2 separate regions of the Danio rerio genome follow, and region 2 is linked to region 1. Evidence: chromatin contacts called from public HiChIP or PLAC-seq data. All regions are on one chromosome and are shown on one strand. The core of a region is the stretch at or near the end of the contact, and the rest is flanking DNA. Distances in the headings are between cores, read along the strand shown.

What was found. HiChIP or PLAC-seq counts read pairs in DNA pulled down with a chosen protein or histone mark.
Region 2: an H3K4me3 HiChIP or PLAC-seq map of gastrula embryo shows a contact between it and region 1, with 3 times the contacts expected there. The contact joins the promoter of kansl1l here to the promoter of znf148 in region 1. A contact is called at or near these places in 2 of 4 datasets of contacts at active chromatin or transcription factors (embryo and gastrula embryo).

What each region holds. Positions count from the first base shown.
Region 1 is chr9:40,334,438-40,340,240 of GRCz12tu, forward strand. znf148 (zinc finger protein 148) reads left to right here and starts at 3,287. Exons shown (of 7, transcript NM_001080180.2): 1 at 3,287-3,424.
Region 2 is chr9:40,447,307-40,453,109 of GRCz12tu, forward strand. kansl1l (KAT8 regulatory NSL complex subunit 1-like) reads left to right here and starts at 2,711. Exons shown (of 15, transcript XM_684784.10): 1 at 2,711-4,035. The coding sequence starts at 3,248. It overlaps LOC137496493 (a long non-coding RNA gene), which reads right to left and starts at 453. Exons shown (of 6, transcript XR_011016896.2): 1 at 407-453; 2 at 1-86.

The DNA.
Region 1 (5,803 bases), core at 2,037-4,536:
ACAGGTGAATCGGGAAGGCTAAATTGTCCGTGGTGTATGAGTGTGAATGGATGTTTCCCAGAGATGGGTTGTGGCTGGAAGGGCATCCGCTGCATAAAACATGTGCTGGATGAGTTGGCGGTTTATTCCGCTGTGGCGACCCCTGACTAATAAAGGCATCTAAGCCGAAAAGAAAATGAATTAATGATATGAAGTAAGCAAGTTAAATATGTGTTGTATTACGGTTACCTATAAACCGAGGTTGGAGTGACAGGATAAATTATAACAACTTTTAGCATAAGGTATCATCTGTACAGCTAAAAAAGAGTGTTTTTTTCACAGAACTGTAGAGATTTCCACTGCCTCAGCCATTTTCTCTGAAGGAATCTTCTTTTGTTTCTGGGTCGTAATGCCTCCCTCTAGTGGTGTTTTACTTAAGAACCGTGTAATAAAACGAACCAATGTACAATTGTTGGGTTGCATTACAGCCAGATTTAGAACAGATTTGTTTTCACAACAATCAATATAAAATATTCTGAATTATTTCCTATGGATTTATTTCTCCAATTAATTAATTAATTGTTTAATTGGTTATTTTTTATTAATTATTATTATTATTAATAATAATAATAAAAACTAGTGATAGTAAACTATAGTAATTGTATAAGAGTCAAGATTATGTTTTTCGTTCATTAAAAAATATTAGTTAAGAGAAACCTTTTCTTTTAGTATTTGTATTAAAGAGAGGGGGAGATAATAAAAATAAATATATAAAAAATAAACTTGCCATCATCTCCGTACATTGATTATTCAACCTCTTAATATGTTAAATAGGTGTTAAATAAAGAGTTGATAAAATTTTTTTTTACCATTATTTGTACCATATATTTTTTTCAATTCTTCTTTAAACGGAAGTCAATTACATACACATCCATCCAAAGCAGCAATCAGAGGATGCATTTATATATATATATATATATATATATATATATATATATATATATATATATATATATATTTATAAATATATATATATATATATATATATATATATATATATATATATATATATATAAATATATATATATATATATATATATATATATATAAATATATATATATATATATATATATAAATATATATATATATATATAAATATATATATATATATATATATATATAAATATATATATATATATATATATATATATATATATATATATATATATATATATATATATAAATATATAAATATATATATATAAATATATAAATATATATATAAATATATATAAAATATATATATATATATATATATATATATATATATATATATATATATATATATATATATATATACATACATACACACACACAGTTGAAGTCCGAAATATTCACCTTCCCTTTGAATTTATTTTTTCTATTTTAAATATTTGCCAAATGATGTTTAACAGAGCAAGGAAATTTTTACAGTATGTCTGATAATATTTTTTCTTCTGAAGAAAGTCTTATTTGTTTTATTTCGGCTAGAGTAAAAGCAGTTTTTTTAAAATGCCATTTTAAGGTCAAAATTATTAGCCCCTTTAAGCTACATTTTTTTTTCTGATCGTCTACAGAACAAACCATCCTTATACAATAAATGGCCTAATTACCCTAACCTACCAAGTTACACTAATTAACCTAGTTAAGCCTTTAAATGTCACTTTAAGCTGTATAGAAGTGTCTTGAAAAATATCCAGTCAAATATTATTTACTGTCATCATGGCAAAGATAACAGAAAATGGAGAAAAAATAAACAGGGGAGCTTATAATTCAGAGTGTTTAATAATTCTGACTTCAACTATATATATATATATATATATATATATATATATATATATATATATATATATATATATATATATATATATATATATATACATAAAATAAATTCATATCTCTCTCTCTCTCTCTCTCTCTCTCTCTCTATATATATATATATATATATATATATATATATATATATATATATATATATATATTCATAAATTCATATACAGTTGAAGTCAGAATTATTAGCCCCCTTTTGATTTTTATTTTCTTTTTTTTAAATATTTCCCAAATGATGTTTAACAGAGCAATGAAATGTTCACAGTATGTCTGATAATTTTTTTTCTTCTGGAGAAAGTCTTATTTGTTTTAATTCAGCTACAATAAAAGCAGTTATTAATTTTTAAAAACCATTTTTGGGAGAAAATTTTTTAACCCCGTTTAAGCTCATTTTTTTCGATAATCTACAGAACAAACAACTGTTATACAATAACTTGCCTAATTACCCTAACCTGACTAGTTAATTAACCTAGTTAAGCATTTAAATGTCACTTTAAGCTGTATAGAAGTGTCTTGAAAAATATCAAGTAAAATATTATGTACTGTCATCATGACAAAGAGAAAATTAATCTGCTATTAGAAATACGTTTTTTTAAAACTATTATGATTAGAAATGTGCAGAAACAATCTTCCCTCCATTAAACAGAAATTGGGGGAAAAAATAAACAGGAGCGCTAATAATTCAGGGGGGCTAATAGTTCTGACTTCAACTATATATATATATATATATATATATATATATATATATATATATATAGAGAGAGAGAGAGAGAGAGAGAGAGAGAGAGAGAGAGAGAGAAAAAAGTCACACAAGAAAATTTTTTTACACCCGTCACATCCATAATGAAGCTTTTCCTTCTTAAATGCAAAATTGTCAAATAAAATAAAATCAATCATGTTTGTTTTATAGAGAGCTGACTCTTATCCTTTCGATTAGCATTGTTTCTTTTGGGTTGTGCAGTTTAATTCACGGAATTTCTACAAAGTGTTGTATACTGTAAACTCACAGACTTTTTTTTTTGGTCACATCCATAATGCATGTTTTTTTTCCTTATTTAAAATAAAAAAACATGTTTACAGATTGATTTTTCTGATCCATTAACTCTGATTAGTTGTTTTGGAAAATATAAAGGGATGTTTCAATATAATGTTAACATACTTTCCATGTGAATTTATGTTTTGAGTTTTTACAGCAAATGTCACATCCATAACGCTGGAATTGCTCATATATGTATTAAGATCAAGGGTTTCAGTTAAGTTTAAACATGGTAACTAAGAATAAATTCTGCAACAGTTCATGTTAGCTAATGCATCGAATAATGTTGACAGAATATACCTTGTAAATTATTAACGCTACAAAATGCTTAAAATATACTTAAAAACAAGCAAACTCCACCAGCCACTTGAGTCTCGTTTGAGCGGGTCCGCTGCGATCCCAGAATGCATCACTGCGCAGCTGCAGATGGAATGTAGCTCGCTAGCCTCGTATGCTAGCCGCAGCACCACAGTAAAGTTTGACAAACACGTCATGAGCGGCTCGAACCCGCAGCCAGCGTCGCACTGACGACACATGCGGTACGTATACTTTTCATCCGCGGGGCACTGTGGGACAAACCGCCGTCAAAATGTCTGCAGTCCGACCTCTGTGCGCGCGATGAAATGGCAGCATATTAGAGATGGAGATCGGGCCGATTTGAAACTCTGCGTTAACATGTTAAAATCCGTCGAGGCTGTTATTAAAATACGTTAGTGTCGTTAAGCTTACGTCAAATGAAACGAGCAGCTAGATCTGTGACAGCGGCAACAGGCAGCTAGTGTTGTGAAGGAGTGTTGTTGTAAACACAGTCCGGTACTTTCAGTTCATTTTGTAGTTCGTAGACTTCTGTATTATTATCAAGTCTTGCATGAGTAAAGCTTACACTCAAATATGCGGTTATTTTGTGGGTCGCCATAAGTATAGATTAATGATTGACTTGTCATATTGTGTATTACCTGACAATTTCAAAGTCTGACCAAATTGAAGTGTTTGTTTAGTGTAGTTCTTTTTTCATCTAAACGATACCTAATATATAGTTTTTGCTTTATTAAGGTCAGATTTGGCTTAGCTACTCAATATGAAAACAAATGTCTTGTATATGTAGTCACTGTCTCATCTGGTTAGAGGCAAAGAGTTACCATATGCATGCCGTAATATGCTCCTATTGGCCTGTGGAATAAGCAAATAATTATGTGTAAAGATGTTTTACAATGTTCATTTGTATCCTGGCTTAATAATTCATCATGATCAGGCATGTTTAAAAAAAATGGATGCACAATATGAGGTCAATAACATTGGGAAATATAGCTGAAAAATCTTTATTTGGTTAAGCTACCCAAAAATAAATTTTAGCTGTTTATTTATTCACCTTTCAGCCATCGGAAATGTACTGTAGGTAGGGCCAGGCTGATAAACGTTATTATATTGAATCACGATACAACTTCTGCCAATAACAATCATAAGCTCTGGACTTTTTTTTTTTTTACTATAAATTGATCTAAGAGCCAATCACACAGCAGAAATGTGCAACAATAGGAATTTAAAAGTGTGTTGATATTGTACCGAATATGTACCAAGTTTTTACAGCCACCAAAACTTTATCGGCTGAAAGTGTTTCCTTTAAATGGACCCTTTATTTTTTGTGGCTTCAGTAATTGTTTGTGTACTCTTTTAAATATGGAAGCATTAACAACTAGTAGCGAAATATTAGGGCTGGGCGATTAATCGAAAAGCAATCGAAATCGACATTCAGAAACTATAATTCAGAACTCTAATTTTGCCAGGTCAATTTTTTCATATACTTTCCCTAGCGGCCCGTGTGTGGAGTCACCATGACCCCATTCTGTTAAGGTGAGCTGATTTATACTTATTATTATATTATTATACATAATTATTATAATATTATGATATTATGCTTCTGCCAAACGCATGCAATATGATCCAGCACAGCCTTTACATACACCCGCACCTCTCAAAAAAACTTTAACTACACTTCACAACTGTTACAACTATACATTACTGTACAAAACCTGTCACTATATGTAACTTGTAAACTATGATGGCAAAAACTTAAAATAGATGAAATAATCGTTCATTATTATTCAAATTAAAATGTTCAATTAATCGAGATTTAGATTTTAGGCCAAATCACCCAGCCGTACAAAATATTGTTATCGCTATAAAAGAACGATAAATAACGATATTGTTATCATTCCATATGGAAAATAATTACCAGGAGTCTGGATTTTAATAATGGATAGAATATATATATATGCGTTTGGTGGATTATTATATTCAATGGATATAAATAAGTGTTTTGAGGCCTGTCAGTGTGACTCTCAGTGTGAATGAGGGTTTTAAAAGCATTCAGGCTTAAGAAACTACCTTTTGTACCTTTGACAAACTAGCAAATAGCAATGATTAATTTTATTGAAATTGAATTGTTTATAAAAAGATTATACAATGTTATTATACATTTGATTATTTAATTACTGTATACCAGTTCAACTCCATAGAAAACAAAACACTTTATTAAACAAACACATCTAAAAATATATTTTAATTTGTATCTTTGTTTTTTTAATTTGTACCTGTAGATTGTTTATATTGTTTGCACTCCTATACAGAATCATTCCGATCAGTCAAAAATAGGCAATTGTTTTCAAGTAGTTTTTCAAGTCAAATTTTATTAATTTCGCAATTTATATCGCAGAATAAAAAAAAATATTGCAATGTTAGATTATTCCATTATCATGCAGCCCTAGTAGCCATTGACTTGCATTTTATAAATCATCAATGACCACGGTTTAAGATAAATCATCAGGTTTTACGGAGAACAAAATCACCTACAGAACAACTTGTAACAGCAAGTGAAGAGTTCAGATACAAAATCTCTAAATTGCATCTAAAATGTCCTC
Region 2 (5,803 bases), core at 1,461-3,960, 110 kb after region 1:
TCCAGAGCTCATGGAAACCGTCCTGTGTTGCCGTTAGCATCCGGGCAGAGTAGGCTAGGCGCTCCGGGGATTCCCTCGCTAGTTTGCTTGGAATTAAAGGAGAAGTGTCGATTTTATTTTGCAGATGGGTAACAACGCACAAAATAGCATTAAGCGTGACAGAAATGTGTTGAACATGTACATTTGATGTCTTTATGCACTATGTATGCGTGAGCATATATAAAAACATTCTTGAAAAGAAGTCAATAGTAATGCAGTTAAGCTAAATACACAAACGACCATGAATGAACCGCAGAAGTTTAAAATTGTCACTCCATTATAAAGTTATTAATTTAACAATATGTTTACAACTGTATTTCCTTAAAGAAAGTCAGTAAAATACCAACATTTAGGTAGTTTGACTCACCAGTTGCTGTTCTAAACCTCAGATGGAAAATGGCGTCTGGAAAATTCTTCAGTGACTGGGGCTGCATGAATTCCCGGATGTTGGAAATAACACCACCAAGTGTTGAAAAGATAACTCCTTGATTTCGCACTGAATAAAATCAATTCTAACTCTTATTATATTCATTTATCAAAATCTAACTCTTTAACGTCAACACTTTACTCTGAAATGCTTCAACACCGAGAATTTAACTCTGATGAATTTGCTGTGTAGCCCCAATGCCTAAACTCAATGCGTGTATAAACACCCAAAATTACACTTGTGCAAACATACAAAAAAATAAATAAATAAAATTCACAAACGTTTATCACAAATCTGGTTATTGCAAAGCTTATGAAATAGAAATAATGTGATTAATAGAGGGATTAAATATGTTAAATTATGAACATATGTTATATAAAATATTAGTCTATATAAATAGACTATTCAAAATAAGAAATATTTTTATTTAAAACCTTTTCATTTAATTGGGTAATTACATACACAAATATAAATGGACAGATAGAACCCTTAAAGGACGTTCAAAAAGCCACCAGAATTATAAATATAAATGTATACTCAAACTAAACTCCTCTTTTCTATTGCAAATGTTAATGTAGCCTATAGTCTTCTTGTTTTGTTTTTTACATTTTTATAAATATTCTGCTTTTTATATGTTTTTACAATGTGGGTGTCAAAATTGCAAGATTTTGGTATCATTTTGATTGTTAATTATTCAGCATATAAAAAAAAAAAAAAAAAAAAAAAAAAAACCCCGCTGATTAAAAGTCTCTGCTCATCATGTTGGTCAAGTTAACCCCCACGGAAAAGCTATATGTATTATCTGGACACTCCTTTTGTGTTTAATAACTAGCCTACTAATATTTTTACAGCAGCTGGCATCCAGCATTTTGGTGCATTAGCCTGTTTATTGGTGACAGGAAAACCCACTTAAGTGCATTCCTGCCCCCTACTGGACATAAGTGTGTATCAACTAATATTAGACAAACATATTCTATTCAAAATGATTACTTAAGCAACCTTATATTTATTAAACCATAATAACATTTTCAATAATTTAATTGCATAATAAACCTTTAATTTTGCAGGAGCATTCCTTAGCATTATCTTTTTATTTATTTTTTTAGAATTAGCATAATCTATTTTCATAATTCAACATATGTAATTCCTCTGTTAATCACATTATTTCTGTTTCTTAAGGTTTGCAATAACCTGATTCATGACAAATAATAATCTTGTTCATAACACTCAAAGGACTTTTACGTTGAAATTAAACTACTTCCTTTTAAAGTGAAATAACTTCCTTTTACTGTGATAATTCATGCATACACACATATGAAATCACTTGCATATATGTAGATACACAACTAACTGTATGTTTGAGAATTTTATTTTGTATGTTTGCACAAGTGTCATTTGGGTGTTTATGCACACATCAAGTTTATATTCTTATGTGAGGGTTTATGGGTGTATATGCATAGATCAAGTTTATATGTACATGCAAGTGTGTTAATGTGAGTGTTAATGTGAGGATCGAGTTTATATTTATGCGCGTGTGTATGTGGGTGTATTCATGCGTCAAGTTTATATGTATATACACAAGTTTCATCCATGTTGTTTTGAACTTCCAGTGGTATAGGTGTATATGCGAGTAATTTATAGGTGTATATACACGTGTTTTATGTATGTGTTGGTAAGCAAAGTTTGATTTAAATCCTACACGGCACCTCATACCACCTGGTGGACTGAATGCATATTACAATCTCTGCTCAGAGCACAGAACAGCTGAAGCGTTCAACAAGCTCTGCGTTTCAAGCCTAGACACGCTCTCAGTTAGAAAGAAAAAACAAACATAAGAGCAGATTTTCAGAAATCCTGCTCCTTTGACCAAACTGGTCGAAAAATGTGATGTAGCTGTGGCTGTGGTGGAATTCTGAGCTCTTTTGTTTTAAGATCACGAAAACAATCTTCAACTCAATTGTGTTTATCATCAGCACATGTAATAAGGATTTTCTCACCAATAGCTTAAATGAGCACAAATATGCCACACATATCCTGCATGTCAAGACGATCTCAGTTGTTTTCATTGCCGCACACAAATAAAGGTCGATAACTATCATTGTGAAATACCTATCTACAGATCCAAATAAAGTTAGATGAGTTAATAAAAAACTCAATAGTTTTCATATTTATGCGCTCAATAAAAAGTAACCAACGATGTACATAAACGCACACACACACACACACACGCTCCCTCTTTCTCTCGCTCTCTCTTTCTCTGCGCTACAGTGGCGGTTGTTCAGCTGTGTGAAGGAGCATATCGGACTGGATTAGTCTATTTCCGATCTCAAAATAATTATTGAGGAGTACTTTTATGGATCATTCATGGATGATCGTCTATATGTGGTCTGTCTGTTAGTTGCAGGAATATGGGACTGTTAAAAGGTGAGCTTTCCGTTATTCCAATCTTTCCGTTATTTTCATACTGCGCTAATCGCGAAAAGTGAAGCGTTAGTTTAACCGTTTAAATATTTGCCGTTATTCTCTATTTTGTTGTAAAGGCTACCATAATTATCTGTTGTAACAGACGATGTCTTTTAGCCGACCAGAATGATCAATTAAACAGTTTCGGATGATGTTATAAGATTCATCAACAGTCCCAGGACAGGAAAAGGGGAATTACTCCTGCTCTCATTCAGTCATCAGATCAAAACCTTCATTGATTTCATCCACTGCTTTGAGTCACTTAAAAGTAGTGAGAGTACGGGCAGTGTGGATGTGGAGAATAGCTTTGCGCAGAAGATGTGGCAGCACTCTCCTTCATTGGTTCACCTGGACCTCCTGGCATCTAAAGGTTCTCCTCAGCTCTCGCCTTTGTTTCAGGACTCGCATCCCAAAGGTTTTCTGCTGTCAAGCCCAGAACCACTGCTCAGCCTCCTCTCTTTAAACAAGAACTCACCGGGTTCTCCAGCAGGTGCTCCACAGATGTGTTTCATGCCCATTCTTCAAGACAATGGACAAGATTATGTAGAACCTACTAGCACTCAAAGGCATGGTTGTTCATCAAAACATTGGCCAGTTAGCACTAAACCACTTTCCTCAGAGCAATCACAATGTAGGAAGAACAATGCTTTAAACCATACACGGGTTGGTGCTATGGGGGAAATGGAGGAAGGGTTGATGATTCAGTCATTGTGGCATCTCTCCCAGCATGTTTCATTGGCGAATCGAGCCGGTCGTTTACAACAGAGGGTGTTGGCAGTGCTTGGTGAACATGCTTCTAGGCACTACAGCCAACAACTGGATGGTTTGAAGAAGAAACTTCTTGAAGCACGCTGCTCCCCCAAATTCTCAATGACATCAGACCCTCTTTTTGAGACTGCAAAGATAGATCAGGCTCTCAGAAGAAACTTCCAGTTCACTCAAACACATAAGCAACCTCTGAAACTTAGAGATGTGCAGAATGTAGCTCACAGTGGTCATGCTGTTCTGCAAGGACTGCTGGAGTCTCTGGACTCAGATGCCACAGCTAGCAGCTCAGATGAGGAGGGGGACCATGAAGACACAAACGCGACCTCAGACCTCCCAAAGTGAGTACCATGCGATGTTAAATAGGCTTTCTAACGAAAAGTGATGCTCTTGCTAATTTATGTTTGACACGTGGAAGAAATTACAACTAAATCAGAGACCTTTTATTCTTCACACAACAGTTAATGAATGTTTAGCATTATAAATGATTACAAAACACCATAAAAGTGGATAGTATAAATTATTTGGTATTTTACCATTTTATTTTTTTAAAATTAAAAGTTATTATTTTGCTGACTGTTTACTCTTAAACTTTCTTTAAAAATTCAGCCTTCCTATCACAAAATTACTTTTTAAAAATATTGGGGATGCTCCAATCGATTGGCTGAAGATTGGTATTGGCTGATAATCACATTTTATGACTCTATTTTATGTCTATACTCGCTAATCTGGCCAATCTCATGAACTGATTGCAGGTGTTTTGAAGTAAATAAAATACCCCAGAAATCATGAAGATGAGAGTGAATTAGTAAGAGAACAGATTGCGCAAGGCGCTGTAATGTTTTAAGCTTTATATTTGTTAGGTTAGATGAATAGCAAAATAAAGATATAGGCCTAGTGCACATCACTGTCCCTCTTATCAAGCGATCGAGCTGCTGTGAGGCTGTCAAGAGCATAGGAGCTGCGGTCACAGACGTGCTAGTTGGAAAGCAAAATATTGGAATGGCCTTGCATGTATTTAGGCCTTTTTACTTATCTTTTTATCCATTTTTTCCTGTAAAGCTGCTTCTGCCCATGACATGTTTACACCAAATAGTTATAAGAGACATGTTTAAGGAATTTTATGAAACATCCTTAATTAGTTATTTTAGGAAAGGAGCGATCTCCACTTAAGATTTATACTTAGAGGGAAAATGTTCTTTATCCATTATGAAGCTTAAAGCATCAGAATCGGTACTCCGTATCGGCCGATCAACATGACAAGGAATCAGTACTTGTTATTGGCTGCAAAAATCCTAATATATATATATATATATATATATATATATATATATATATATATATATATATATATATATATATATATATATATATATATATATATATATATAAAAATTATATTAACATATGTAATATAATTTGTAAGATTCTAAGAGGTCTGAGGATGGAGAGTAGTCTGGGAGCTGCGTGGAGTTTTGATCATCTCTGTATGCGGAAAATTCGGACCCGATTTGAATTGTGGATACGTTGAAATATTTGAACTCGTGTGACCGTATGTAACTGGCTGACCAGATGTGATATTTTCTAGTATTGCCCAAGCAGGTCCGTGCGCTCAATATAAGAAATACTAGTTTTATTTGTTTTTTTGTTTTTTTTATTAGAATTAAGTCTATATATATATATATATATATATATATATATATATATATATATATATATATATATATATATATATATATATATAAACATTTCATACATGAATATATATTTTTTATGTTGTCCACATTCCCTCCAAAATTTTTGCGGTCAAGGAGATTCTAGTATTTATTCATTCAGCCATGGTGAACGCATGGAGAATAAAAGCTCTTGCTTTTGCACCCCTTTATTTCAGACACTGCAAGCTCTCCCGTAGTGCACAACAAAACTGAATATTCTGTGTGACTGCCACAAGGGGACGTATTCCGACAGTCGTGCCCAAATGTCGTGTGCAGTGGAAAGGCAGCTTCACTCCTATCCAGGTCACGGCACCAATGTAACCCCGCCCGGTCCTACACCACCCAACTCGCTCTGAGTTGGGATCGAACCGGTGACTCTCTGTGTGGAACTTGG